Regions from separate parts of the Mus musculus genome. Here all the other regions are linked to region 1. Evidence: chromatin contacts called from public Hi-C and HiChIP or PLAC-seq data. All regions are on one chromosome and are shown on one strand. The core of a region is the stretch at or near the end of the contact, and the rest is flanking DNA. Distances in the headings are between cores, read along the strand shown.

Evidence for each region. Hi-C and Micro-C count contacts between places; a contact is called where the count stands out from the background. HiChIP or PLAC-seq counts read pairs in DNA pulled down with a chosen protein or histone mark.
Region 2: an HNF4G HiChIP or PLAC-seq map of pancreatic cancer cells shows a contact between it and region 1. The contact joins the enhancer-like site here to the promoter of Hebp1 in region 1. A contact is called at or near these places in 1 of 39 promoter capture datasets (pre-B cells) and 5 of 115 datasets of contacts at active chromatin or transcription factors (bone marrow-derived macrophages, double positive thymocytes, embryonic stem cells and 2 more).
Region 3: a Hi-C map of erythroblasts shows a contact between it and region 1, with 2.9 times the contacts expected there. The contact joins the promoter of Apold1 here to the promoter of Hebp1 in region 1. A contact is called at or near these places in 6 of 39 promoter capture datasets (the 3T3-L1 cell line, embryonic stem cells, fetal liver and 1 more), 1 of 484 Hi-C or Micro-C datasets (erythroblasts) and 8 of 115 datasets of contacts at active chromatin or transcription factors (bone marrow-derived macrophages, embryonic stem cells, microglia and 1 more).
Region 4: an HNF4G HiChIP or PLAC-seq map of pancreatic cancer cells shows a contact between it and region 1. The contact joins the enhancer-like site here to the promoter of Hebp1 in region 1. A contact is called at or near these places in 2 of 39 promoter capture datasets (3T3-L1-derived adipocytes and trophoblast stem cells), 7 of 484 Hi-C or Micro-C datasets (the F1.1 cell line, embryonic fibroblasts, embryonic stem cells and 1 more), 7 of 115 datasets of contacts at active chromatin or transcription factors (embryonic stem cells, microglia and pancreatic cancer cells) and 2 of 9 other capture datasets (adipose tissue and liver).

What each region holds. Positions count from the first base shown.
Region 1 is chr6:135,163,745-135,170,878 of GRCm38.p6, reverse strand. It overlaps Hebp1 (heme binding protein 1), which reads left to right and starts at 2,664. Exons shown (of 4, transcript NM_013546.3): 1 at 2,664-2,859. The coding sequence starts at 2,782. RefSeq lists an enhancer at 4,951-5,224.
Region 2 is chr6:135,347,911-135,355,044 of GRCm38.p6, reverse strand. It overlaps the pseudogene Dynlt1-ps1. Among named protein-coding and RNA genes, the nearest start is that of Gm52922, 5.0 kb to the right of the region's middle. Within about 2 kb of position 4,669, at least 81 of the 459 cell types and tissues checked have an H3K27ac peak or open chromatin away from gene starts, as enhancers often do. A contact at or near this core is called in bone marrow-derived macrophages and pancreatic cancer cells, where this site is marked.
Region 3 is chr6:134,977,353-134,984,486 of GRCm38.p6, reverse strand. Apold1 (apolipoprotein L domain containing 1) reads right to left here and starts at 2,486. Exons shown (of 2, transcript NM_001109914.1): 1 at 2,458-2,486; 2 at 1-905. The coding sequence starts at 902. The coding sequence ends at 162. It overlaps Gm36428 (a long non-coding RNA gene), which reads left to right and starts at 842. Exons shown (of 3, transcript XR_003956531.1): 1 at 842-1,349; 2 at 2,093-2,350; 3 at 2,432-2,589.
Region 4 is chr6:135,022,184-135,029,317 of GRCm38.p6, reverse strand. Ddx47 (DEAD box helicase 47) reads right to left here. Exons shown (of 12, transcript NM_026360.3): 12 at 5,542-6,039. The coding sequence ends at 5,908. Among named protein-coding and RNA genes, the nearest start is that of Ddx47, 14 kb to the right of the region's middle. Within about 2 kb of position 2,902, at least 69 of the 459 cell types and tissues checked have an H3K27ac peak or open chromatin away from gene starts, as enhancers often do. A contact at or near this core is called in pancreatic cancer cells and trophoblast stem cells, where this site is marked.

The DNA.
Region 1 (7,134 bases), core at 1,415-3,914:
GTTTGAGGCTAGCCTAGGCCACATGGTGAGATTCTAGTTGAACAAACAAGCAAAAGAAAGAAAGCAACATGACGATCTCCTATAAATTAAATCATAATTTAGTGTATGTTGGTGTATCTAATAGTCAACTGAATGCATAGTTTTTCTTTTTTTTTTTCTAAAGATTCATTAATTAATTTTATATATGTGAGTATACTGTAGCTGTACAGATGGTTGTGAGCCTTCGTGTGGTTGCTGGGAATTGAATTTTTAGGACCTCTGCTCACTCTGGTCAGCCCTGCTTGCTCAGTCTTTGCTTGCTCTGGCCTAAAGATTTATTTATTATTATACATAAGCACACTGTAGTTGACTTCAGATGCACCAGAAGAAGGCATCAGATCTCATTACAGGTGGTTGTGAGCCACCATGTGGTTGCTGGGATTTGAACTCAGGACCTTCATAAGAGCAGTCAGTACTCTTACCCACTGAGCCACCTCGCCAGCCCCAACATAGTTTTTCTTCAGTAACATTTTGTTTCTTTCTTGATGGTACATAAAAATAGTGCCTCTTAATATAAATGGCATTTTAGTGTCAAGAAACAAAGTATGAACTAATTAAACAGCCACTTATTATACACCAATGAAAGAATCTGTAATGAAGCTATGGGAAAGCCCTCTTTTCATACGCAGTTAATAACGTGAGTATTTCTTCCCACCAAACTTGAGGACATCGTTATGACTATTGCTGAGACTTCTGCCTAGCTCAGCCTCCACTTCCCTTTGTCAAGGAGACACACATACACATACAGCAGCTACACACAACGGACGATTCAGATCACAGCTCAGTAGCAGCCAACCTAAGCCATTTCAGCCATCAGGTTCAAGGTGCACGAACAAATGTCACATGGGCAGGACATTAGAACAAAGAGGAACCTGTTCCACTGGTCATAAAGACACAGGATTTGAAGTGGCCTTTCAGAGAAGCCAGATATGAAGGGGGTAAGAGAGGGTCCATTCCTGCGGGGTCAGGGGGTTATAAACCACGAGCTTTCAGTGGTTTGAAAAACCTGTTTATTTTGATTCAGACTTCCTCTTTTTCTCCCTCTGCTTTTGTCACTATATTGGTACTATAACAATAACAATTTATTATTAATTATATGTAACATATAATATGTACAATATTGTGTAAAATATTAATATATAATATATAAAATTTTATGTTAATAATAATATGTTGTTATGATCAAAAGCAACTCTGAGAGGAAAAGGTTTATTGTTTTCTTACAATGCTCCACACTTGGACACAATGGACACACAGTCACATTCCATCACTTAAGGCAGGGACCCAGAGGTGGGAACTGAAGCAGACCCCGTGGGGAAGTCCTGTTTAGTGGCTTGCTCCTTAGGTCTTCTTGCTCAACCTACTTTCTTAACAACTCAGAACTGCCTGCCATGGGGCAATACCATACACAGTTGAATGGAACCTCCCATCTCAGTCATTAATCAAGAAATTGCCCCCGCAGACTGGCTAACAGGTGATCTGATGCAGACAAGCTCTCGATGGAGGTTCCTCTTCTCAAATAACACTTGTTTGTGTCAAGTTGACCAGGACAGATAGCATATAAAGCAATGGGCTTCACTATGACAGTTTATGTATATATCATTTGCATATCATTTGCATATGCATTTTGCTCCTATTCAGTATCTTCACACCATTCCCTCAACCTCCCCACCCCCGTAAGATGGGTACATGTACAACTGTGATACTAGGACTGTGTGATGTGTGTAGATTTAGTATCTAGTACCCTAATAATATCTGTGATACTATTATGTGGTGTGTGTATATTAATGATCCTAGAGTGTACTAGAGTACAGGTAATATTTACAAAGTACTTGGCAAGAAACAAACACTCAAATAAAATAAATCCTGACAAAATCGGTTAGGTTATAAGGGGACTGAACGAGCTGTTGTTTGGGCAAGTAGTGTGAAACTTGTGATTAATACACTGTTGGGACTGGAGGGATGGCTCAGCTCTTAAAGACGCACACTGCCTTCAGAGAGGATCTCAGTTCTGTTCCTAGCACCCACCTTTGGGACCTCCTGTGATACTAGCTCCCAGGGGAATACAACGCACCAGTGTGCGCGCACACACCTTAAAGTAAAACCATTTTTAAATGCACTGTAGAGCTTGTTATGGTGACGCACTCCCATAATCCTCAGCTCGGAGGAAGCTGAGACAGGAAGACAGCAGAGTTCCCAGCCACCCTGTTTACAATAGTGAGTTCTGGGCCAGCCTGGACACTGAGACCCTGCCCAACAAACTAAAAAGACAAAGTTAAAAAAGAAAACAGTAAGAAAAAGGTTAAGAGTGGCTTTTCCATCCCCTTAGAAGATGAAGCCAGGAGTGACAGTGATCACTTGCAAGCCCAGTGCTCCAGAAGCTGAAGCGGAGGGATCCTCAGGCCAGCGTAGGCTGCATAGCAGGACCCTGTCACAAAAGAACGAACACGGTTTGTTTTTAATCATCTGTGAGATGCAGTGAGGTAGGAAGAGGGTGACTAAGGAAAGTATACACAAAGTGGGGTGCTACAGGCTTGAACCAGCTCCGCACCCAGGAGACTGGGCTCACGTGGGTGGAGTTTGGGGGACGCTGCCCAGGCCACGCCCGGTGTCGCCCAGTGGGCGGAGACCGCCGCAGCCCCGCCCCAATCGCCTGTCTACTCACGCGCTTACTGCCCCTCGCCCTGTGGACCTTACTGCCAGTGAGTGTACGCTCGATCGGCCAGACCCCACGGCGTCACCATGTTGGGCATGATCAGGAACTCACTGTTCGGGAGCGTGGAAACGTGGCCTTGGCAGGTTCTAAGCACCGGGGGCAAGGTAGGCCGGCAGGGTGTAGAGGACCTGAAGGAGGACTCTGCGCGGCCGTCCCCACCCTGGCCGGGGCTGAAACTGGTGCCGCGGGGCCATGGGTGGGACTGTGACCGAAGCTGCATTCCGGCTGGGGCCGCCCTGTACTGCCCGGCGCTTGCTCTGGGAAGGAGGGGAAAGAGCAGTCTGGCTCAGCCAGACCACTGACGCGGAAAAGGATCCATCTTGGCGAGTGGGACACTGCCTGTTGCGTGCATCTGTCCATTTAAGCATTCCAAACCGTCTGAACTCCCCCCCCCCCTCTTAGGGCAGAGACCCACTCTGTCCCAGGCTACCCTGACACTGGCTGTGTAACCTAGATTAGCCTCGAATTCTGTCGCAATATTCCTCCCACTTCAGCCTTCCCAGAGTTGGGACTACAGGCATGACCCACTACGCCTGGCTACATTCTGAACAATTTTGTGAGAGACACATGGTTGCAGCAGGCATATCTGCTAGGGAGCCATAAGGGGCCCTTCAACCTGTGGGCTGCTAAGCTCCGCTTGTGTGGGAGTTCCCAGGCAAGTGCCTGTGCAAAGGCTCAGAGCTGCACGGTTGCAACTGCTAGTGCTGGATGCATGGAGTGAGCGAGGAGACTTAATCACCTTGGTCTACCAAATTTGCATCGGCACCAGAGGGGCATCAGGACACCCGGTCAGCTTTCATGAAAGTTAGGAGTTTGGGTACTCGGGTATAATCTTGAAGGCATGTATTTGATTATTGGTTGGTTAATATTGGGAATTAAACCTAGAGCCTTGTGCAAACCAAGCCGAGTATTTTGCAACTCATCTGCTCCCTCAGCCTGACATATATTTTATCTCAGGACACTCTCTTATTATAATGATTCTGGATAAAAGGCCCGTGTTACCTGGGGGCCAAGGTCTGGAACCTACTACACTGAACCTCACACAAAGCCCACAACTCAACTTTAGTCTAGACTCAGCCCTCCAGAGTTCTGTCAAGCCATCCTTCCCCCTCTCAGGGGCTCCTCAGTTGTGTGTAGAACAAGCAATTGAAGCCCTGATCACGCAGGGACACGAACGAGTTCAAAGACAGATAATGAAAAGGAGTGAAATGGGCTGGTTAGATTATACAGCCTGGTGGCAACTGAAGCGTGCTGAAAGTTGAACTTCCCCAGGACTAGTGTTGCCAAATCTTTAAGGAACTCCAGATACCCAAGTTCTCTGTAAGAAATCCCCCAATTAAAGAGTAATTAACAAATAACACTTTTTGTGCAGGCCGTGTAGCTGGAAAATGAGGATTAAGGGTGGACAAAACCAAACTAGATACAGTGGTTCATGTCTGCCATCCCAGAACTCAAGAGGCAGAGGCAGGAGGATTGCCACAAGTTTGAGGCCAGAGTGGGCTCTGTGTGAGTTCCAAGCTGGAGCTCTATAGCAGCAGAGTAGGTGAGTCTATGTCACAGTTCTGCCTTTGTGAAGCTTAGGCTCCTATAGCCAATGAGCAAATAAGAAATACACACTGTGGGGCCAGGGAAACGGCTCAGCGGCTAAGAGTGTGCACTGCTCTTGTAGGGGACGTGAGTTCAAGTCCCAGCCTCCACATCAGGCAGCTCACACCAAAGTGTGAGTTGCCTGCTGAAAGACTTATAGTGTAGTTAGTAGTTACCTCACTAAGTGTTTATTAAACCAGGCATGGCTGCAATCCCAGCACTCAGAAGTGGAGGCAGGAGGGTTGTAAGTAAGTTATTTAACATCTCAGCTACCCTAGCCCCCAGGTTCTTCAACCGTAAAGGGGAAAGAACACTCCCTCTGACAAGCTATTAAATATTCAAAGATAAGTGTAAGCTTTGTTTTTTTACATAGACTTGGGTGGGCTGTTGCAATTCTAAGGAGAATCTCTCTCTCTCTCTCTCTCTCTCTCTCTCTCTCTCTCTCTCTCTCTCTCTCTCTCTCTCTCTCTCTCTCTCTCTCATAATTATCTGCTTTATCCTACAAAGAGTCTAGGTCAGATTCTGCCATCTATACCCCTGGCAGGTAGAAGGCACACTTCAGGGGCCCCATGCCAGACAGGCTTCACAATATCCATGTGTTCAAGACTGATTCCAGTCCAACCTTATCAGGCTCTTCATTGCTCAGGGAGGGAGGGATGGGGAGCCCTCTGTGCTTAGTTGGGTGGGTCTTGAGAATGCTTGGGACAGGGCTGATAGGAATGACTGATGTCATTCGGCCCAACCTATGCAAATATGTCCAGACCAACAGCCTGGGTTTGAGTCCTGGCCCCACCATCTGCCCACTGTGACCTGGACGTGGTACCTAACCTCTTACTCCCCAATAGCTCTAAAGATGAAGGCTGAGGCACTAACACCGTGGGCTTGTTGGAGGCAGCGATGGATGACTGAATTCACGTTAAGTGTTTCAAGGAACAGCAATGCATAGAAAGTCCTCTTAACAGTTGCTTCTTATCAGAAAACAGCCTTCTAAACATCATCATATGGACTACAAGTAGCCTGAAAAACAAAAAACAAAATGACCATAAAGAGGACTTGAATAGCCCAGAGCAAGAGACATTCTCTTAAGGCCTTTGGAGTTTGACCCTCACCCAGTTTGCACCAATTGTGAAATATTGGCTCTTGAGAGCCTCAGCCACTGGGAGGTGGGGGAGAGGACGGCTGCTGTTGTGTTCCACGGAACAGGAGAACGCTCTGGTGTGATTGATGTGAATCAGCACTGTTCACACAGGTGGCTGGTTCTTCCACTTAGATAATACATCCATATAGAGCTCTGTATAGAATTGGTAGTTTTCTAGACAGCATCCATTTTTCTTTCTTTCCTTCTTTCTCTCTCTCTCTCTTCCTGTCTTTCTGCTTTTGCTTTCCGTTTTTATGAAATAGGATCTCCTATAGCCCAGATTGAACACTTGATCCTCCCACCTCCACCCACTAGGTGCCTGGAATGGCGCACACAACCATGCCTGTCTTACATCCATATTCATTCATTCATTCATTCATTCATTCATTAGTTTTTCTTTGGAGTGTTGGTTTTGTGAGACAAAGTGTCATGGAGCGCCAGGCTGAGCCTCCCAGTGCTGGGATTATAGGCATGTCCCACCACACCCAGTTAATGTTCATCTTCTACACTTAACTCTTCACAGTGGTCCAGTGATGCAGATGGCAGGTGTGAGCACTGATGCTGTGGACAAGTAGCACCCAGAAGAGACCTGAGCTGGCTTCCCCCGAGAGCCGTTATTGTCCAGGGTCTCGTGCCTGTAATTAAGCAGTCACTATAGCAGTCCTTGGCAATAAATTAAATCAAATCTATGGCCCTCCTTCCCAAAAAGGAAGGAAGGAAGGAAGGAAGGAAGGGAGGGAGGGAGGGAGGGAGGGAGGGAGGGAGGGAGGGAAGGAAGGGAGGGAGGGGGGAGGGAGGAAGGGGGAGGGAGGGAGGGAGGGAGGGAGGGGGGGGAGGGAAGGAGGGAAGGAAGGGAGGGGGGGAGGGAGGGAGGGAAGGGGGGGAGGGAGGGAGGGAGGGGGGGAGGGAAGGAGGGAAGGAAGGGAGGGGGGGAGGGAGGGAAGGAAGGGAGGGAGGGAAGGAAGGGAGGGAGGGGGGGAGGGAAGGGGGAGGGAGGGAGGGGGGGAAGGAAAGTGTTTATAGAGCATCAACAACATGCAAGTTGTGGTTCTAGATACAGTCCTGATTCAGACTTATGGCTAGGGATAAGGCTTATGCATATTATTATGTCATTATAGTTACAAGAAGTGTTTCACTAACACAAATCCCTCCTAGCAAGCTATCCCAGGAAATTTGTTTTAGATAGGCCTCCCTCTGAGGGGGTGAATTCCAGATACGAGGACCTGTTCCATGAGTAGGACTCATCTGATGGAGTACAGGGGCAGCAGAAATATCTTCCAGGCAGAGGAAGCAACAGCAATGAGTGGGAGCGTCGTGGGCATCAAAGGAAACAACAGGAACCTGACATGGCTCCCACCTGTAATCCCGGCTCCCATGAGGCTGAGGCAGGAGGATCACTGTGAGTTTGAGGTTAGCCTGCTGGCACACAGAGTGGCATCCTGTCTCAGGAGAGGAGGAGAAGGAAAGCAGTAGCAGTGTGACATAGGAGTGCTCTGGTTCAGCCCAGGAGAAGCCAGGTGACACGTGTGTCGTCTAGGTCAGTTAAGGAGTCAGTGGTGGGTTGAGAGACGGCTCAGCAGTTAAGACCTCTCACTGCTTTTGCAGAGGACCCAAAGTTGATTCCCAAGACCCACGTGGCGGCTCGCATCCTCCT
Region 2 (7,134 bases), core at 3,420-5,919, 180 kb before region 1:
ATACTGTGTTAATAATATAATCTTATGTGCTAGAAAATTACTAAAGAAGAGTGTTATAAATAGCCTTACTATAAAACAACTTATTAAAGTTTTGATTTTAATCTATTTTTAATACTTTTACATACGTAAAGAATGTATTATGACCACATGCATTCCCAATTCCCTCCTTCTACTCTCCCCAGGAATCTCCAACAATCTCTCCCTGAGTGATTCATGTCCTCTGCTTTTTTCCTGGTGATTTATAACCCACTGAATCCGGTTAGCATTTCTTGTTGGGATGTTGTCTAGCTTTGTTGACTTTATCTTGTGCGGGTCACTGTACCTATAGTGAGTTTGTGAGTGCAGTGGCCATGTCGTGACAAGAAGACATCATTTCACAACACTCCTCCCCATTCTCTGACCACTGCAGTGTAGAGGGTAGAGGTAGAGAAAAGTGCATAACCGTACAAATATAGGAAACAGTGTGGTGGCTCGTCCATTTATCAAGACAATAGTAGCAGGCTCCCATCAAGAGCCTATGATCCCTTTGGGCATGGGGTTTTTTCCCTAGACTTAGAGTGACAGGCATGAATTTCCTCCTATGCAGTAGGCCTGCTGGTTACCTCTGTAACAGTCACACATTATTTCACCAGTAGGCACAGCCTGGCTGGCAAGTTGGTTTTGTTGCATGCTGGGTAATATCATTGATAGCTTCCCTGGCCCTCCAGAGGCCTGCATAGAGCCTGCTGGCTCTGCCATCAAACAGTTACCAGGGAGGAAGGTAGTTCCACCTTAATTTCCCTATGTCTTTCTACGTAGAGTTCAGCAGCGGTGGCCTGCCAATGAGTTCTAGTAGTCAATCAGGAACAATGACAAGCCTGGGCTGTGCTGGGGATATCTGTGGCCTCCCTGACCAATCACTCATAGGGAAAAGGCCACACCTAGCACTCATGATCCGTGTCTTCTGAAGGAAGCACTGCACATCTATGCAGGATACTTTCGGTGAAGGTCCTTTAAATTTAATTATATATTTTTAATTAGCTTCCAACATAGTAATTTTCTGCAAAGGTCTTTTTATACATCTTTAGTTTTGATAAACCCACTCCCAACCCTTCCTCTCCCCTGTAGCCTTGACTCACTCCTGCTTAACCCTTTAAACCCCATTATTCTTCCTCCATAGGTTCATATCAGCTGTGCCTTACCGTCCGCTCACCCCTTGAGCCACTCCCACCCTCACACTCCTGTTCTAGCTTCCTCAGACATACATAGCATATTAAATACACCAATACAAACATTTGAAGCTAGGGTCTGCCTATGAGAGAGAGCACGTGGCACTGGTTTCTATGAACACAGACTACTTCAGTTAGAATAATACTTTCCTGTTCCATCCATTATCCTACAGATTTCGTTTGTTTTTCAGTGCTGAATAAAAATATTCCATTGTGTGCATACACCACATTTTCATTGTCCATTGATCAGCTGATGGAAATCTAGGCTGATTCTATTTCCTATGAACATGGATTTCATGATTTTCAATGAACATGGATAGCAAATGTCCCTGTAAGAGGAAGTGGAGTCCTTTGGGTAGATGCTCAAGAGACAGATCACCAGGTAGTTCTATTCAAAACAACATTTTTTTATTATCTTCATAAAAGCAAGTAAAATGACATGCAATCTTTAAACAAAATTTACAGATACAATTATATGTAAATGAGTTAAAATAGGGGCCTGAGAAGTGGCTCAGCAGTTGAGAGCATGTGCTGCTCTTGCAGAAGCTCCAGGGTTGGTACCTAGGACCTACATGGCAGCTCACAGCCATCTGTAACTTCAGTTCCAGGGGATTCAACATGCTAAGTTGACCTTTACAGGCACTGAATGCACACAGTACACATACTACATGTATGTAGGCAAAACATGCATGCTTTTAAGATAAGAATTACTGAACAAACTTTAGATGTGGTGTGTGTGTGTGTGTTTGGGGGGGGGTGAAGGTATAGGGGTCAGTGTCAGAGCACTTTCCTAGCATAAAAAAGTCCCAGATTCCATCTCCAACACCACACACACACACACACACACACACACACACACACATTAACATAACCCATTTGCCTAATTTTTAGGTAATTATTCAAACATCTTTTCATATATATGCTTGTATACATATGGCTTACTCAAGATGGTCTACACATTCACGGACACCAACTCTTTCATACCACAAAAGGTCTCCTCTAACAAAACCCCTTAGCATTCCAATGAGTCATTATTTGTAACAGCTACATTGAATTCTGCAAAATAAAGTGTTTAGATAATCCCCCATGAATAAAGCTGGGGACACAGCCTAATTGGTAGAGTGTTGGCCCAGGATGAACAGGGCCCTGGTTTGATCCCTAGTACCGCATAAAAATTGCAATACATGCTGATTCTCAGCGATTGCCAAGTAAAGATAGGCTGACTGCCACTTCAAGGTCATCTTCCCGCCTCAAAACAAAACCAACCAATTCCCTCTCAGTGGGTGGTGGACACCATAAACAATATGTTGGTGAAACTCCTTGTACACAGCACATCTATACACACAATAGCATAGCTGACATCTTGTCTAAATACGGTTTCCCATTCATCAGCCGGCCAGATGGCACTGATTTCATCACATAATAACGTTTAATCTTAGAGAACCGATTTAAGCACTCAGGTTTTGAGCTTCCTCCAAAAGAAATGTTTCTCACAATCTACAATGTTCTCCATAACATTGTCCCAGATGGATCTTCTTCCAGTCCTGTGAAGTCATGTGAGAGAGGAATGGATAGATGAATGAAGATTAGCTTTCTCTGGTTTCTCTGTTCCCTTCTTATCTCGTGAATGGTGTTTGACAGTTCATACAGTTTCCTGATCCCTGACCCAGGAACACAGAGCTGCACAGAAGCCAACCCCTAAAGATACAGTAGAGGATTACCAACCCCCCTATTCTCACGCCTGCTCTCGGTCTGAGCATACCCACTGTCCACATTCTACCCTCGCATGGCGTCACTTTATCCTTGCCCTATCCCATAATCCCTGTGGTTCAGGATATGCCCCTCATCAGTTCCACATCAGACTCACAAGAGCAGCAGGCCATGTGCTGGCAGTTTGTCCCCACTGAGTGTGCAGACCCTGGAATCCTGCTATAGCAGGCTCTCCCCTCCGAGGCCTGGGGAAGGGAATCAGTCAAGCCTGAGCTGATCGAATCTTTGCCAAGGAATTTCTGGCCTGAGCTCAGAAGCAATAAAATGTAAGGTCCACACTCATTTGGTGGCAAGGTGACAGCTGCACAGATTCCTCAGCTGGGGGCTGGGCTGCAGCAGGGGCAGGGCTGGGTGTGCCCCACTGACTTTGGCCTTCACAGGGACAAACATAAAGACTCAAGTCCAGATTAGTGTAGGCTCCAGCGGAGATCAGCCCTGAAATCATATACACACAAGCAACACTGAACGGACTCAGTGGATTGCGAATATATATATCTACATACACACATATAATTATTAAAGAAAAAAGGTCATGAATTTGAAAGGGAGTTGTTGTGGGTACGGGAGAGTTTAAAGGGAAGGAAAACAGAAAAATAATAGAATTACATATTTTAAATAAACTTTTAACAATAATAAACAACAATGTAAGATAACACATCTGCATAATGAATTATGACACACATTCACTGTATGTCTGCCTGTTTGTTCATGCGTTTGTTTGCTAGGTTTTTTTGTTACTACTGCTATTCTTATTTTAAAACAGGATCTCAATTCATAGCCCAGGCTAGTTTCAGTCTCACTAGGTAGCCCAGGCTTGCCTCAAACTCATAACAGTCTTTCTACTTCAACCTCTCAAGTGCTGAAATTGCAGGATGAGCCAGCCTCTGGCCGCTTTCCTTCTTGCTTTGTGTGTATAGGTGAGTCAGTGTGCAGTAGACACACAGGGTTATGTGGGTATGGGTCTGTATGTGGGTGGGCTTGCCTGTGTGCGTGCTCATGGAGACCAGAGGAGGACATCAAGTATCCTCTATTATTCTTTGCCTTACTGCTTTGAGATAGGATCTCTCACTGGACACAAAACTACACTGGCAGCCAGCAAGGCCCAGGATTCCTGTCTCTGTCACACACAGTGCTGGCATTACAGGTGAGCCCAGACACAGCCAACTTTTTACTTGCGTGCTGATCTGAATGCAGCTCCATATATGCAGGCAGCAAGCTCTCTAACCCACATTGCTCTCTCTCCCCAGCCCCTCTTTATTGTTTTTTAAGCATTGTTGGGGAGGTAAAATTGAGATAAAACTGTTTATCAAGGCTACAAAATTAGTAGGAAAAATACATTATCTGTTTTCTCTCTCTCTCTCTCTCTCTCTCTCTCTGTGTGTGTGTGTGTGTGTGTGTGTGTGTGTGTGTGTGTGTGTGTGTGTGTGTTCTACTTTCTTCACAATGGAGCCATTTTGTAGCTCATAGAAGCTCTGCAGAATCTGCTAGTAGACTGAGGGTGACCCAATAACTAGAAGAATTCCTAGAATGTGGGGTGGCTCTAAACCTTGCCAGCTGGGTTCCATTTCAAATGAGAACTGCCTAGGTCCTCACAGGATTGTCTAAAACTCCAATAGATCTCTGCACCCCTCTCTGTGAATGAGGAACTCACCCCACCCAAATGACCCCTGGAGCAGCCTCTGGGTTCCTTGTCCTCCACTTAGCCTCGTGGCTAGTGACAATGACTCACGGACTTAAGTTGTCTTCTCAAAAGAGAGCACCCTATTTTAGATTATTTAGAGGAACGGTCATATTTTCAAGCTGGACACCACTTATAGTTCTCCATGGGACTGTGTAGCACTCACTGCTCAGAAGCTGCCATGCTACGGACAGTCATCTCAGAATCGAAAGAGTCTTCAACGGTGGAGAGAGCCACAGCCCAGCTTCAGAGAGGACAGAGAGCATATTCTCCTGGCCAGAGAATGTGTACATTCCCAACGAGCCAGCTAAACAAAGGTTAGGTCCTTGAGGCTGCAGAGGACAGAAGTCTCCTCGTGCATTGCTGAATCCAGGTGCCTAGACCAGTGTCCTGGGCATGGTAGGTTTCTAGTAAGTGTGTGCTGAATGAACAAAGCAGAATCTCACCTGTCTTTCAAAACAGGATTCAAGGGGAGGAAGTAGAATGATCTATGACAGAGAGTGTTTCATGATAATTAATTCACCATAAAATAATAATACTGGAATGAAGACAGGCCGCTTGTCACAATTGCTATGAATAAATTTTTAAAAAGAAAGAGAGAGTCCACTCTACTCCGCGGGCGAAGGAGACGCGTTAAAGATGGAAGACTTCCAGGCCTCCGAGGAGACTGCATTTGTTGTTGATGAAGTGAGCAGCATTGTAAAGGAGGCTATAGAAAGCGCCATCGGTGGTAATGCCTACCAGCACAGCAAAGTCAACCAGTGGACCACTAATGTCCTAGAACAGACTTTGAGCCAACTCACCAAACTGGGGAGACCATTTAAATACATTGTGACCTGTGTGATCATGCAGAAGAACGGTGCTGGGTTACACTCCGCAAGTTCCTGCTTCTGGGACAGCTCCACAGACGGAAGCTGCACAGTCCGATGGGAGAACAAGACCATGTACTGCATCGTCAGTACCTTCGGACTGTCCATCTGACCACCTTGCCAGCCTCAGCCTCGTGGTCCCAGCATTTCCAGTCCATCTTAACCACCAGCTATGTTGGGCAAACCCCTTCCTCCTAAGTTGTTCTGTGGCACTCTCAAAAAACCAAATGACTCCCCAGTCACAGGAACCACATGACTTCAGCCAGATTAGCACCCACCTGTCATCTGAGACAGGCAGTACCACTTGTCTTAACTGTCTTCTCCAAGGTGCTAAAAACTCAAGTCTGCCGGTGGAAACAGCTCTACTTTCTGAAATGATTCAGATACACTAACTTTCCATACTTTATTCTTTCTTAGAATAATAAATTATTCAAAATTTAAAAAAAAAAGAGAAAGACAGGAAGGGAGGATGGGAGGGAGGGAGGGAGGGAGGGAGGGAGGGAGGGAGGAAGGGAGGGAGGGAGGGAGGGAGGGAGGAAGGGAAAAGAAAGCCTAGAAAATTTTACAGTACCACAGGATCTCTGACAATAACACCATCAGTGTCTGCCCAATTTCTGCTACATGCTCGCCCATGCGCTCATTGATGTTGGAAATTTTTGATGAGGGCAGAAGGAACATGTGACAGCAAAGGAAGGCAAGAGTAAGACTCTTGGACTTTCCAGTGTCATAAAACCAAAGCAACACAAAGGATGCCAGGTGTGAGAGCTGGCTGCTCTGAAGTGAAGACCCCGTTAGGCGCATCCAAAACCCCTCACGACCTTTCTCTCACGCCTTCACTTTGCTGTGCTATCAGCCTGGCCATCCCTGACCTCATGCTCCTCAAGAGAAGGTGGATGTTGTTTCTACACGTCCCAACACCTGCCCACTAGCTTCCAGAAGGCCTCGCTGGGGCTAAGCTCCTTTCCAGCAAGCTTCAGGGTCTTACTCATTGCTCTTAGCATCTGATAATTTGGATAAAATTAATAAATCAACAAGTAATCATACAAAGATTGAATGAATTGATGGTTCCATCACCTTTGCTGTCAGCTTAGACACCATCCATGTCTAAATCCACCAGATATTAATTTAAGATGAAACTCAGGCAAGGCCATCGCTCTGCATCTTGGCTGCCAGGACCTTGGCTCCGTCTTCTGAATCTACACCACTAACAGTGAGCCCCACACTGGTTTCCTTGTGCTCAAGCTCCATTTACCTAAATCCACGCTCCTTACTATCCAGCTACACTGCCGAAGTAAAGCCATGGATGTCACATCCGCTTTGGCCCATGAACCTTTCCCACATTTTGCCTTCCTCCTTCCTTCCTTCCAGCTTTTGCACTGTGAATGAGCCAGGCATCTTTCCCACCTCTGAGGCTTTGCTCAAGTGCTACTCAGTGGTCCAGAGAATCAGCTGGAATCAGATCACTTAGTTCTAAATCTTCTCCTCATTTCCTCATCTATAAACTGGGGACAATACTAGTTGACACCCCACTGGTTATTATAGGGAGGAGCAGATAAATAATATTTGTAAAGGTCTTAAGTCAGGGCTGCAGAGCCAGGACTTAACTGTG
Region 3 (7,134 bases), core at 1,237-3,736, 190 kb after region 1:
GTTGGGATTACACAAGCGAAAAGTCCTTCACACACACAAGGAGCTAAGGACTGACGGAAGCCCTGCAAGAAGAGTTCCTATCATCCTTTGCACTCCACCCATGTAGCACTTCCCTGTGGATGCTACGACTCTAGAACATTCCATATAGGTAGAGGATGCTCTTAGAAAAACAACGCTGCGTCCAGATCAGTGGAGATCCTGAGGTTGTGGCCACGGCCGGCCTTGGTGCAGAGCTGGACCCGGGACTCCAGCTGCTCACTAAGTTCATCCAGGGCGCCAGTGCACGACTCCAGGCTCTCTGACAGTTTCTGAATCTTGGCCTTCAGGACGGCCTGGCTCACTTTGGTGGCCCCCTCGGCACGTCTGGGGATGAGGAAGCCACGTGAGCCGAAGAAGACGATGAAGTAGACAGAGTTGTAAAGGGCCATGGAGGCGTCCCTCCCGCTCTGCAGCAGCTGGCGGTCCCTGCGTCCCTGCCACTGACAGAAGAACTCCAGGCAGCTCAGAAGCTCGCGCATCTGGTCCTGGCAGGTGGCGGCGATCTCCTGCACCCTCCGCACCTCCCGGGAATTGCAGAAGATCAGAGAGAGGTCGGACGTGATGGTGACTGCCCCTCCGGCGGTGGCCACCCCTAAGCCCACGGCCGACGCCACGAGCGAGGCTCCCAGGGTGACCGGGCTGAGTGACAACCCCACGATGGCTGCCAGGGCACCAGCGGCGCTCAGAGAGCTGCCCGCCACGTTGGCCGCCAGGGAGCGCCTGCGTAGCCGCTCCAGCCTCCGGGCCACTTCGCGCAGGCGCAGCACTTGGCTGTGCAGCCGGCCACGGCGGTCCAGCAGCAATCCTTGGAAGCGCCGCAGCGCATCGGCGCCCTGCGGCTCCCAGGCCGCCCGCTTCTCCATGCCCTGTGAGGGACATAGACGCACAGTTAGCCCGAGTTTCCGCACCCGTTGCTGCCCTAGGCTAGAGCTGCCCGGTGCACTCTCTAGAGAGTCCTCAAATAATTAATAGACTTTATGCTGGGCGTGTTGCCTTAATGGTAGATCACTTACCTAGCGTTCAACCCTCAGACTCAATCCACAAGGCTGCCGAAATGAATACACGAATAAATAAACCACTCAGGACTGGGAACAGGGAGGTAGGTTACTACTGGGTTATGGGTCAAGTTTCCAAAGGCTCTGGAGCCTGGGACAAGTCACACAAGTTCCCAGAACCCGTTAACTGTGCGTTCCAACAGAGATTATGCTGTCTTCTGCTTTCCTTCCAGGGAACAAAATCTATGGACACCATCCACAGATTTAAATAAAGGTTTAAACGGGAAGGTGGAGACTATTAGAAAGCTGCTCCAGGTAAATGCTCTGAAAACAGAGACTTTGCTCTGTTTTCAAAATGACACTTGGGCTGAGGATGCAGCTCAGGGGTAGAGCCATTGTCTGGTGTGACACCCTATTCTATTCCCCAACTCCTGACAAACAAGGACCAATAAAAAGAAGAGAACACCTTAAAAGTAGCAAACCGTGCATGTAACGTAACAAAAACTTTTCATTATGTGGAGACTTGTGTCCTAGGGACTCAAGGTACTTGCCCCCCCCATTCTCATTATATCATTATATTCTCTCTCTCTCTCTCTCTCTCTCTCTCTCTCTCTCTCTCTCTCCTTCTCTCAATGTCCCTGTCCCTCTCTCTAATCCTAGCACTTGGGAGGCAGAGGCAGGATCATTGAGAGTTCAAGGCCAACCTGGTCTAAATACTGAGTTCTAGGCCATCCAAGGCTACATAACAAGAATTTGTCTCAAGGTAAAAAAGAAAAGGTGCTAGCTAGCAGCTCACTGGAGGCTTCCTTGGGTCCAGATGGACTGAAGCCAATAAAAGGTGACTAAGGGAGAAAGCTGAATGTACCAGGTTCATCTGTAAAAGGCCATCTGTCCTGGTAATGAGGGAGCCCCATTTTCATACACACTGTACTCTCCACCAGTCAGAACTTCTTAAAGGCACCAAATAAGTCACTGAAAGAGCATGTCGGACCTGAACGAGCAGGGCAGAAGTTATTTAATTTTTTATCTTTCTCCATTTGTTTTTGTTGTTTTTAAAGACAGGCTGTTACATAGTCCAAGTTGACCTCAAACCCCCGATTCTCCGGCCTCCACCTCCTGAGTTCTAGAATTCCAGGCTTGCATCGGCATGCACAGCCAGAACTCATTGTCCTCGGTTAAGATGAAGGCCTTTAGAGACCGGCTACCAACAGCTGATGTTTCTCAGTGCCCCCAGAAGAACACTGGTCTCCTGACTCATAGGTCCTACAGCTCCTGGTTGACCTCCATGATCTAGCTGACCAGTAAGAAGTTTTCAGGTAACAAGAAGGTTGGGAAAAAGTCACTCCAAATACATGACGCCTCGAGAGTTGACCCCGATATCACCAATCCCATTGCAGACACATCCCTCGGACTCCCCACTTACCCTTCACTCTGGCCTCCAGGAAGAAAAGTGGGAGACTGTTTCTGGACGAGCATACTTTATAGCTCCCAGGAGCCAATGACGGCTCTGGGAAAGCCTTGTCTCATTCTGAGAAGCTGCTGTTTCCTGCCCTGACCCCTGCTGCCTTCGGCCAGGATATGACATGTTGGAAAAAGAGACGCTGGCAAAGCACGTCCCGTATTTAGGAAATGAATATTGTGTGTTCGCTTTCCCCTCCAAACGCAGGAAGAGAACCACAGGCTCTTCCCCAACTTGAAACAAGTGCTGTCATCTCCCAGTGGGGATACCCTGCCTTTCCTCTCCTGAGAATAGCTACTGACGCCATCGGGGGAGGCTTTCCCACATGCCCCAGGCTGCCCAATTATAGTGTTTCTTTGAGAGGACTCCATCAGAAAATCATTTTTAAAAAGAAATAGGAGGGACCGGAAAACTTAATTATGATCGATACAGCCACTCATGGTCCTTTTCAAAGAGCTTTGTGGGGATGTAAGTAGCTGAAGCATGTGACCCATTAAGGGAGGGCAGCCAGCACCAAGGAGCGCCTAAAATTCAAGACCACGCCCACAGGAAGTGCTGCGTGCAGTTTAGGGCATCTCCAGCTGTGGAGAAGACACAGGAGGTCTCAAAAAGGGCACACTGCGGGGCCAAGTGCGTCAGAAAAATCACTGGGGTCAAGCTGCACACCGAGCTAATTATACACTTTCCATGGCAGCGGGGAGATGATGGCTTCCGGGGTTTTCATATGAAGCGAGGACTGTAGCTTGCATCATGGTTAAATGAGTGGATTCTAGCTACAGGTTCCCCAGCAGGGTCTGAAAAACAGTTATCTATTACAGAGCGTGCAGGCGGGGAAATGAATGTAGCTTCTTTCTGTGCCTTTACCCAGACCAGATGGCGATGCACCCCATAGCTATCCCTGAAGCAGTTAGGGTGGGGGTGGGGGGAGGGGAGAAGCTGAAGCTTAGTTGGGAAACCCAGTCTCACCAAAGGACCCCTGACACCATCGTCAAAGGCCAAACTGGTTTTCACCTAAATGATTCATGTCTCCAGCTGGAGGTGCAGTAGACTAGCACGCGGAGGCCCTGGATTCTAACACTGGCACCCAGAAACCCATCACTGTGGCCCACCCCTGTAATTCCAGCACCAGGAAGTAAAAGCTTGAGGGTTAGACATTCAAGGTCAGCTTCGGATTCATAGCTAGTTGGAATCCAGCCTGGGCTACGTGAGACCCTGTTCCCAAAACGAAACAAAAGTCCCCCTTATTCATTTGGAGTCTCTTGCATCTGTTCAGTGCGGTCTCACTATGGAGTTCTGGCTAGCCTAGAACTCATTAAGTAGATCAGACTGGCATTGAACTTGCCTCTTGCTCTGCCCCATTTGGAAAGTTTCAACAGCTCTATCATTGTAGAACACAATTAAGCCCCTCACTTTCGTATGGATAACCTGTCTTTACCAGAGCAGTGCCACCTGCAGCACACCCTGCTGCTCTTGACCTTGATCAGTCAGAATTTAGTCCACGTCCAAGTGTTCTGGTTATAGCTCCTACAGAATAGACATAACCGAGCAGAATGGCCCCAGCGTCTACTTGTACTCTTGAGATAAGAGGCAGAACGGCTGGGCATGGTGGCACAGGCCTGTCATCCCAGCACCTGGAAGGAAGCATCATAGTTTGCTCAAAGTTCAAGGTCAGCCCGAACTGGAGAGCAAAACCTGGAAGCACAGGGGCCTGAGTCTAATCCTCAGGACCTACATTTAAAACTGCCAAGTGTGGTGTTGCTGGTCGAGCAGCCTAGCTTACATCACAAGCTCTATCTACTCCAACCACAAAAGGGCAGCCAGCACATGAGGAACAACACTCAAAGCCATTCTCTTACTCCCACGTGCATGTACACACACACACACACACACACACACACACACACACACATATATAGACAGGCCCAGCACACTGTTGGTAGGTGCCATTCCTGTGCAGGTCCCTGGTCCATGTGTGTGTGTGTGTGTGTGTGTGTGTGTGTGTGTGTGTGTGTGTGTGTGTGTGTAAAGGGCGTCAGGGGTGAAGAAAAGGGTTTATTTTCCTCATAGCATTGAGGTTCTGGCTCATGACCTGTTGTTAGCCCCATTACTTTGGGCACATCAGGCCAGAGGTGTGTGGCAAACTGTTCCTACCTTAGGAAAACAGAACAAAACACAGAGGAAGAAGAGGGACTGGGTTTTCTATGATAAGCACCAGCTGGCTCCTTGCCAGCAGGTCCAGGTGAGAGGAGAGGGGCCTCACTCCTGCCGGGGTCTCTCTCCGGGGCTGAGCTGGATGGCGAGTGCCCCACGGTCCAAAAGAAACACACCAAGCCAGGAGCCTTATCAAAGCAGGAACCAACTTTATGGCATCAGTGTCTTCCTTATATAAGTTGGGAACATAGGGAGGGGGATTTTTGGTGGGGTAATGTAGTGGCTATTCCTGGTTGTCAACTTGACTATATTTGAAATGAACTACAATCCAGAATTGGAAGGCTCACCAGTGACCCTAATCTGGAGGCTGGGAGATAGAAGATTCTGATCTGGATCTTGGTATGGAGATCTTGAGGCATAGTGGCTATGGATTCCAGAAGATTAAGACAGGGAGATCTCTGAGTTCAAGGTCATCTGGAACACACCTTCAATCTGGGTTACACCTTCTGCTGGAGACCATACAAGGACATTGGAAGAAGGGAGTCTCGCTTTCTCCCCTTCACCTGCTTGCCGTGTGGGACTGAGCAAGCCAGTGGAAGCAAGCCAGTAAAGAACATCCCTCCATGGCCTCTGCATCAGCTCCTGCTTCCTGACCTGCTTGAGTTCTAGTCCTGACTTCCTTGATGATGGAAGAGTAAGCTGAATAAACCGTTTCCTCCCCAACTTGCGTCTTGGTCATGATGTTTGTGCAGGAATAAAAACCCTGACTAAGACAGGTAAGATGACATAGGAGGCAGGGAAGGGTGACGGAGGGTATGGAGTGACTGACAGGGCCAGTGGCAAAGCTCTACCTCAGCAACAGCAGGGCCAGGGCCAAGCAGGTCTTGCTGAGTTACCCCGATATGGAAGTGACTGAGACCGGTCTCAAAACTGGAGCCAGGCTCAAGTTTGTCTTCAAGGTCCAAACCAGGGCCAAAATGGGGCCCAACAATCGCCTTCAAGGGCATGCCAGTAAACACATAAGACAAAGCATAGCCCTCACTATGGCCAACCCCTAACACTTCCACCCTTTGCGGCGGTGTCCTGCTGGATGGGGATTAAGCTCTTAATTCATGGGCTTTTGGGGGCCACATCCAAACTGCAGAAGGTCAGTATGAGCTGTACAGTGAGGCCCAAGCCAGGCTGGGCTACACAGAGTTGCAGGACAGCCTTAGGCTACAGTGTGAGACCCTACCTCAAAGAATCAGGAAGAGGGGTAGGCAGGAGAGGAAGACTAAGAGATCCTAAAATCATTAGGCACATCTGTAATCCTAGCACTCAGGAGGCAGAAACAAGTGGATGTCTGTGAGTTTGAGGCCAGCTTGTGCCATATACCAAGTTCCAGGCCAGCCAGGACTACACAAAGAGACACTACCACCACTCTCTCTCTCTCTCTCTCTCTCTCTCTCTAACACACACACACACACACACACACACACACACACACACACACTTTGCCCATACACATAAATTCATCCTGCTGCTTAGTTTTCTGTCAACGTGACACAATACAGGTTCATCTGAGAAGAGGGACCTTCAACTGGGAAAATGCCTCCATTAGATCAGCCCATAGGCTAACCTGTGGCGACATTTTCTCGTTTAGTGATTAGTGTAGACAGGCCCAGCAGACTGTTGGTAGGTGCCATTCCTGTGCAGGTCCCTGGGCCTGGAGTGTGTAAGAAAGAGAACTGGCAAGTAGGGAAAGCCAGACAGCTAATCCTTGGTCCTCTGTGGTCACTACATCAGTTCCTACCCTGACATCTCTGGATAGCAGAGTACAAGATGATATAAACTCTTTCTTCCTCAAGTTGCTTTCGGTCATGGTGCTTCATGACAGCAATAGAAACCGTAAGTAAGACACTCATACACACAAGTGCATACACAAAATACAGTGCTGGAACACATCTGTAGCTGTGCACTCAGGAGGCAGAGGCAGGAGAATATCAAATTTGAGACCATTCTGGTTTCATAGTAAAATGCGCTGAGGTGGGAGGAGGAGAAAAGAGGAGAGATGTCGCTATATTCTTAACAATGTTACAGAGACGTTGACACTAAGTATCTCTTTGGAATATTCTGTTTGGTGGTAACATAGAGTACTTAATCTGAAGACTTAAAAATGTTTGTGTGTGCATGCTCGCAAGCCTGAGCTTGTGTGTGTATGTGTGTGTGTGTGTGTGTGTGTGTGTGTGTGCATGTGAGTACCTTATCCTTAGAATCCAGAAGTGGGTGTCAGATTCCTCTGGAACTGAACATAGAGGCTGTTGTGAGCTGTCTAGGTGGATGCTGCAGACCTCATCCAGGTCTCCTGCAAGAGTGGTACATGCTCTCAACCACTGAGCCGTCCCTGCCCAGACTCTGAAAACTGTGATATTTTTGTTTTGTTGTTTTCTGACATGAGGACTCACTGTGTATCTCTGTCTGACCTCAGAGATCTGCTTACCTCTGCCTCCA
Region 4 (7,134 bases), core at 1,653-4,152, 140 kb after region 1:
GGTCACATGTTAATCTGAATTTCCCAGAGGAGGGCTCTGCAGATGGGTGGTACCAAATGTGACTAACCCATAACCCTCACAAGCTAAGGAAAATGTGTGTTTATTAAGAAAATTAATATGCGATCAAGGCCAGCCTGGAATATATAGTGAATTACAGGTCAGCTAGAGTTCCATAGTGAGACCCTGTCTCAAAACACACAAACAAACAAAAAACAATAACAAAAAGAAAAAGAAAGAGGACCTCCATATGAGTGTGCACACTTGTACATGCACACGCACACACACACACAAAGACAAAATTAAAAGTTCATTTTTTCCCCCTAACATTCCTCAGAAATCTTTTCACAAAGGACTTCAGGCTGCAAGATGTCAGTGAGAAGAGTTCTGTAATTCCCTTTGCAGGAGCTATAAACAAAGATCTGCTAGGAGGCTTTTAGAACAGGGATAAGCTGTTTTACTGTCCTCTATAATAGCTCTGAGCTCGTGGGCACATCACAAAACCTACTCAGATGTGTGAACACATACACACTTCCTTTAAGGGTCCCCTAAGGTAGCACGAGCAGACTCTGTTGATGTTACGTCGTGTGAAGCCTAAAATTCAGATTGTATGTGAGACTTCTTGAGGATATTGGGGTAGAGACCAAATTTCAAATCTATTTCTTTTCCCTCTCTTTTTCTAAATATTTTTATCCTAACATCTGTCTGTCTGTCTGTCTGTCTGTCTGTCTGTCTGTCTAGCTAGCTATCTATGCACATGCCCACTTATCACCAAGGCGTGCATGTGGCAATCAGAGGACAGTTTGCATCGTCTGTTTTCTCTTCCTGCTATGTAGGTCTCAGTAACTAAAGTCGCTCTGTAAAGCTTAGCCTTTAGCTCCTGATCAACCTCACCAGCCTTCTCCCATGTAGGCCAGCCTAGGCTACACACACTCCTCTTGCCTTGGCTTTCTGAGTACTGGGATTAAAGGACTGAGCTCTCCACCCACTCCCTGAACCCTCATCCTCTGAAATCCACGAAAACCAACAAACGCCAACAGAAGCCTTGGTTCAACTCTATTAGCGGCAACTCTCGGCTCCCTATATGATTCTTGAATCTCCTTGGGAAAATTCAAAGAAGTAAACACAGAATAAGGGGTGACCAAGAAGGAGTATCACAAACAAGCTTTTCAGAAGTTTCCTCAAAAACTGAGTCATGGCCTCCAGCAAGGGAAATGATGGGTGTCAGGACCCAAGAGTGCCAAGACCCAGCAGGCTGGCCACAACCTCATTGTTCGCCATCGTGTGTCTAAAACAACCCTGACTGAGTTAAGAAAAACGTGGCAATCAAGAAAACTTGTCATGGTCTCTGCTCTCTTGACTCACTGAAAATCACAAGGAGAGCATTGGCTTGAAGGTGGCACTGGGTTTAATAGCCTGGACTGGCGAGTTTCTGAGATGTCAGGCAGCAAGGTAGAGTCACCAGAGGACTCATCTTCAGAGAATGGAGGGGAAAGAGCCAGTGTTCAAGGCTGGGAGGTAAAATAATATATATGTACACACACATATCTGTATATATATACTTTTTATAAATTTATAAAGATATATATAAAACACTTTGTCTCTGTTCTGTAACACACTCTCTCTCTCTCTCTCTCTCTCTCTCTCTCTCTCTCTCTCATCTCTATCTCTGGGGTGGTATGGTGTGTGTGGGTATAAGGGTATGTGTTTTGAACATGGGAAGGCTCACTCGTGTGTGTGTGTGTGTGTGTGTGTGTGTGTGTGTGTGTGTGTGTGTGTGTAGGCCAGAGGTCAACATCCAGTGTCTTCCTTGATTGCTCTTCCTATCATATGGGTCTCAAGGACCAAGCTCAGATAGTTAGGCTTGGCAGAAAGCTCCTTTACCCACTAAATCACCCCACAAGCCCACAACCATATTTTTTTGTTTTTGAGACAGAGTTTCTCATTGAACCTAGAGTTCACCAATTGACTACACTGACTGGCTAGAGAGTCCCAGATGTCCAGCCTCCCTTCCCAAGTGCTGTGATCACAGGCACAGGCCACCACACCAACTGTTCATGAGTTCCGGGGATCTGAACTCAGGCCCTCCTACTTGTACAGCAAGCACTTCAGCAGCTGAGACGTCTGTCCAGCCTCTCATTTTCTTTTTAATGCCAGGAATCAAACCCAGAGCCACGTGCATGTAAACACAGCCTTTGCCATTGAGCTATGCCCTCAGGCCCACAGCCCAATATTGCTGACCATCATGCCTGACTGCTGCTATCATTCTTTTGGATGGAGGACAAGTCCCCATCACTTTGGGCCAAAGACAAAAAGAATAAGTGACTCACTAGCTCCCTGGCACCAAGCCATGAGATAACATGGACAAGTGAAAGCTATGGACTGGCCTGGATGAGGGTACAGCAAAACAGAGGGATATATCGTGAAAGAGGATTCAAGACCCTGAACAACTTACTCTCATACACACTGTGCATTGGGAAGGAAATGCCTGTATTCCCAGGCTCCAGACTGGAGGGGGAGAACCAGGAGTTGGTGACCTATCAATACCTAGATAGGCAGGGGAGACTTTAGCACAAATGGAAAGCTAGCACAGATAGGGACCAGGGAACAGAGCAAGGCTGCATTTTATACAGCATTTAGTTCTCCCAGTCCTAGAGTCTGGGTAACCCAGAGATCCCTGCACACAAAAGGCAAGCTCTCTACCTGTGAGGAAACACCCCAGGCCTGGCCTGGCAGTCCTGTTAAAGACTATCACCCTTCAGATACCTATAGGTACTTCTCATACCTGCCCTGATTGCTACCCCTTAGTCACTGCAGGCCACACAAGAGTACACTGTGTGCCCTTTGATTCTGCACTGCACCCCAGTCACTGCTCACTAGTAACTATTTTTTCCCACAGAGGAAGTGAGGGCGAGCATTTCCCCCTTCTGCCATCTACCGGTGAAAACGAAGATGTTCTGTTATCCTCTCTTAATGGTTGCCCATTGGAAACTAAGTTGGCATCTGAAAGCTTATAGGCATAACACTCATTTGTTATGTGGAGCACATTTAAGGAAATGCAATACTGCCACCACTGGCTGATTCCTTTCGTTCAGTAAGTGCTTGTTGAGTGTATAATGTGAAATGCATACAAAAGACACACATACACATCATATAAGGACTGAGATTTGGAATCAAATTTGGTTTTGTTTTTTTGGTTTGTGTATGTGCTTTTGTTTGGGTCTTTTGACCTAAAATTTTTTTGCATCTATTTATCAGAGGTAGGGTGGAAACTATCACAGGATGTTAAGAGATTAAGAGGAAGTTCTGTGAGTCAGTTCTCTCATTATATGAGTCCTGGGGGGATCAATCTCAGGTCCTCAGGTTTAGTAGCAAGTGCCTTTACCTGCTGAGCCACCTCACTGGCTCTGTTTTCCAAAAGATGGGGTTTCCACGTAGCCCAGGCTGGCTCCAAACTACCTACGCAGCTGATGCTGGCCTTGAACTCCTGATCTTCCTGCTTCTTCCTCCTAAAATCTGAGATTACTGGTATCAGATGAACAGATGGCTGTAAGCAGACGAAAGCTCTACCATGGTTTGAGAATGGCCCCCAATGCATGGAGGTGTTTGGGAAGAATTAGGCGGCGTGTCCTTGTTGCAACAGGTGTGTCACTGGAGGTAAACTTGGAGGCTTCGAACGCCCATTCCAGGCCTAATCTCCTTCGTTCTGCCTCCTGTTTGTGGATCAGATCTAAGCACTTAGCTACTGCCATGTTCCCTAGCTTGATGATCATGGCATAATCCCGAAACTATAAGCAAGCCCCCAATAAATGCTTCCTTTTATATGATGTCTCCTCACAGCAACAAAGTCTCTAAGACAAGCTCCAGCGGTATCAACAGGTATGAGGGTCCTACAGACTGTGTGGCCTCCAGCTGAGCATGTTCTTGTCTTCAATCATGGCCCAGAGCTCTTGTCTACTTAGGTGTGACTGTTTGGCGATACTTCCCAGACCTCAAGTTTCTGCAGTTATTTTTAGCTGTAGTTTTAGTGCATTCTTGAGACAGGTGAGGCATAAAGAATGTAGGTGTGGGTCACCCTTGAATCTCCAGTGCTTGGGCTGAGTCTCTTGTCATTCCAGCCCAAGAGTGACTCACACCCTTTTATTATCTGCCCCAAGGCTAGGTTTCACCTCAAGAACTCTGGATTAGAATTGCCACAGCCTAGTCTCTAATTTCTTTTTTGAGGACATGCCTTCTTCATGCTTTGTCACCTGCTTCTGATAAGGTGGATTCCTTCATTTGCTGTAACCAACACCACTGCCCTCTGGTTCTTTCTGGTCCCATTTCCCAGAGCTGAGGCACTTGGCAACTGGCATCAGATGTAGGGGATAGATAGCTCAGAGACAGGAAGCTACTTGGAAAGCTCTCTGGCTCTCATCCAGACATCTGTGAAGAGTCAGGCAAATTCTGGGGTGTTTGTTGCATTTTTATAAGACCAAGAATAATAAAATGATCTAGTTGAGTCTTGGACCCTCAGAGTAACAACTGAGCTACACCTCCAAGCCTGGCACAACGGGTTATGTATATGGACGTACTAGTTCTCCTGTGTGCACCTGTGTGTTCATGTATATGTAGAAGCCAGAGGTCAACGTCTGGCGTCTTCCTCAACCACTCTTTAAATCTCTCCAAAATTATGCATATATCTCAGCTCCATGAACCACTGCTTAGCAGAAGTTCAGGCTGGAACACTCCCCAGATTTTTATTGAGCCCTCAGACACGTCCCCAATCCAATTTTAATTTGCTTCTGAAGTTCTTCACAGGGAGACAATGTTACCCATCAGCTGTCCACTGATGCAAAATAAAGTCACCACCACAGTCACGTTGGAGAAGCCTATCAGGAAAGCATGACTGGTTAGAAAATGAGCCCCAAGGGTGCCCAACTCAGATCAACTGCTCACAAGTATGGATGGCTCCTCCCCGCTTCCTTTCGATTGTCCGAGTCCTCTAACTCATCCTTCACTCAAATGCACCATGAACAGCAATTAAATGCAAAGCCCGGGCTACTCTGTTGGTAGAGTCCCAACCTAACGAGCCCTGGGTTTGGTCTCCAGGCATAGTGGCACACATCTGTAACCCCAGCAACCTGTAAAGTCCCTAGACAAGGAATCAGGAAAATGAATGTACCTGGGGCTCTGAAGCCCTTTGCTGCCGCACCAATAGCAGGAAAGTGCAGCTTCCTCTAAACAGAACTTCTCTTTAAAGCCATCCATCATCTTGCTCTTCATTTTTCAACATGCCAATTAATGTCTTAATTCAATTAAAGACAACCAATTAAGCTGCCATATAATGACACGAACAGGTCCCCATCAGCAGGAGCTACAAAGCCTTCAATAACAAGGTCTCCAAAGAGTTTGAATACTGCTCTTCTAGAGGACCTGAACTTGATTCTCAGCATCCACAGCATCCACAGCGGTGACTCAAAACTGCCTGCAGCTCCAGCTCCAGGGGAGGCCAACTCCTCTGGCCTCTGGGTAGCTGCATAAAAGTGCACACACAGACACACACAGGTAATAAAAATACATCTTTAATCATAATAATTATTGACCCACATCAGGCTGAATGCCGGCTGAGATAAGGTGGCGTACACACCATTCTGTAGAAGCTTTACAGTTAACTACAGTCAGCGCTCTCCATCCGCCAGGCCGTGGCTTGCAGGTGGGAAGGCAGAGGTGCAGCATGAAGAGCACACGGCACTTGTGTCACAGGTGAGGAATGCAAGCTGAAGAGCGGCCAGTCCTGTGTCAACACTGTAAAAGTTGTCCCATTGCAATGACACTGCAATCCCGAGGAACGTTCTCCCAGCTGGCCGAGTGGTCTCTGGACAGAATCTCACAGCTGGCGAGCAGGCGAGCAGAAGTCTTTCTAAAGCATTAGCGGCCTTTCCGCTTCTTCATTTTGCCCCCAGCCACCTTGTTCCTCACACCAATGGCGCCCTCCTTATCATCATCATCTCCTGCATCCTCTCGCTTCCGTTTCTTCTTTTCTCCGTGCTCCCTTAACTCCTGCAAGGCAGCAAACACGATGTGACTGACTGGAGTTAACAGCAACCCCCGTGCCCCATCCTCAGGTCAGAGAATGCCCGAAAAGGCTAAGAATCAACTCCAAATGAACAGAAACGCTGACCTCATACAGAGACCAAAGCACCAAAGTGAAATGAGACTGGCTGGCCCAGATGTGGTCACATGACCTGCTCTGGCTTTTCTAGGGGACAATCAGGCATTCTGTATGAATTCTACTGTATGTGTACTCTCTGGTCAATCTCACTTCTAGAAGTTTCCTTTAAGGAAATAAGAGGCTACTAGGATATTTATTAAGCACAGCCCTAGTTAAAGTGGAGAAAACAAATCACCATTGTAAACCATGCTACAGCATGCGATATAGCCATCAAAAAGTGATTACATGTGCTGGTCATGGTGGTGCACAGCTGTAATCCCAGCACTTGGGAGGCTGAAGCAAGAGGCTGGATATGAATTCAAGGGCAACCTGGACTACACAGTAAGTGCAAGGACAGCCTGAGCTATACAGCAAAACCTTGCCTCAAAAATCTAAGAATAACAAAAATGTCACATGGTGGACAGGACGGTAAAACTGGGGGGAAAAATCCCATGGATTTATATTTGCTGAGACATAAAAATGACAGTCACATATAATTAGGTCAGTTCTTACTATGCCTTAAAAACCAAAAATTAGCTTGATGCTCTCAATGGTTCTCCAGAGCCTGGTTCCCCTCTTCAGCTACCATTTTAATCCGTTCTATACTTTGTGAAATTTTTCCCCAGGCACAGATCTGGCCCAAACTCTCACTGATCCCGACTCAGCTTCAGAAGTGCTAGGATCATGGTATATGTCATTACAGGACCATGGTATATGTCATTACAGGACCATGGTATATGTCATTACAGGACCATGGTATATGTCATTATAGGATCATGGTATATGTCATTACAGGACCATGGTATATGTCATTATAGGACCATGGTATATGTCATTACAGGACCATGGTATATGTCATTATAGGACCATGGTATATGTCATTATAGGACCATGGTATATGTCATTATAGGACCATGGTATATGTCATTATAGGACCATGGTAT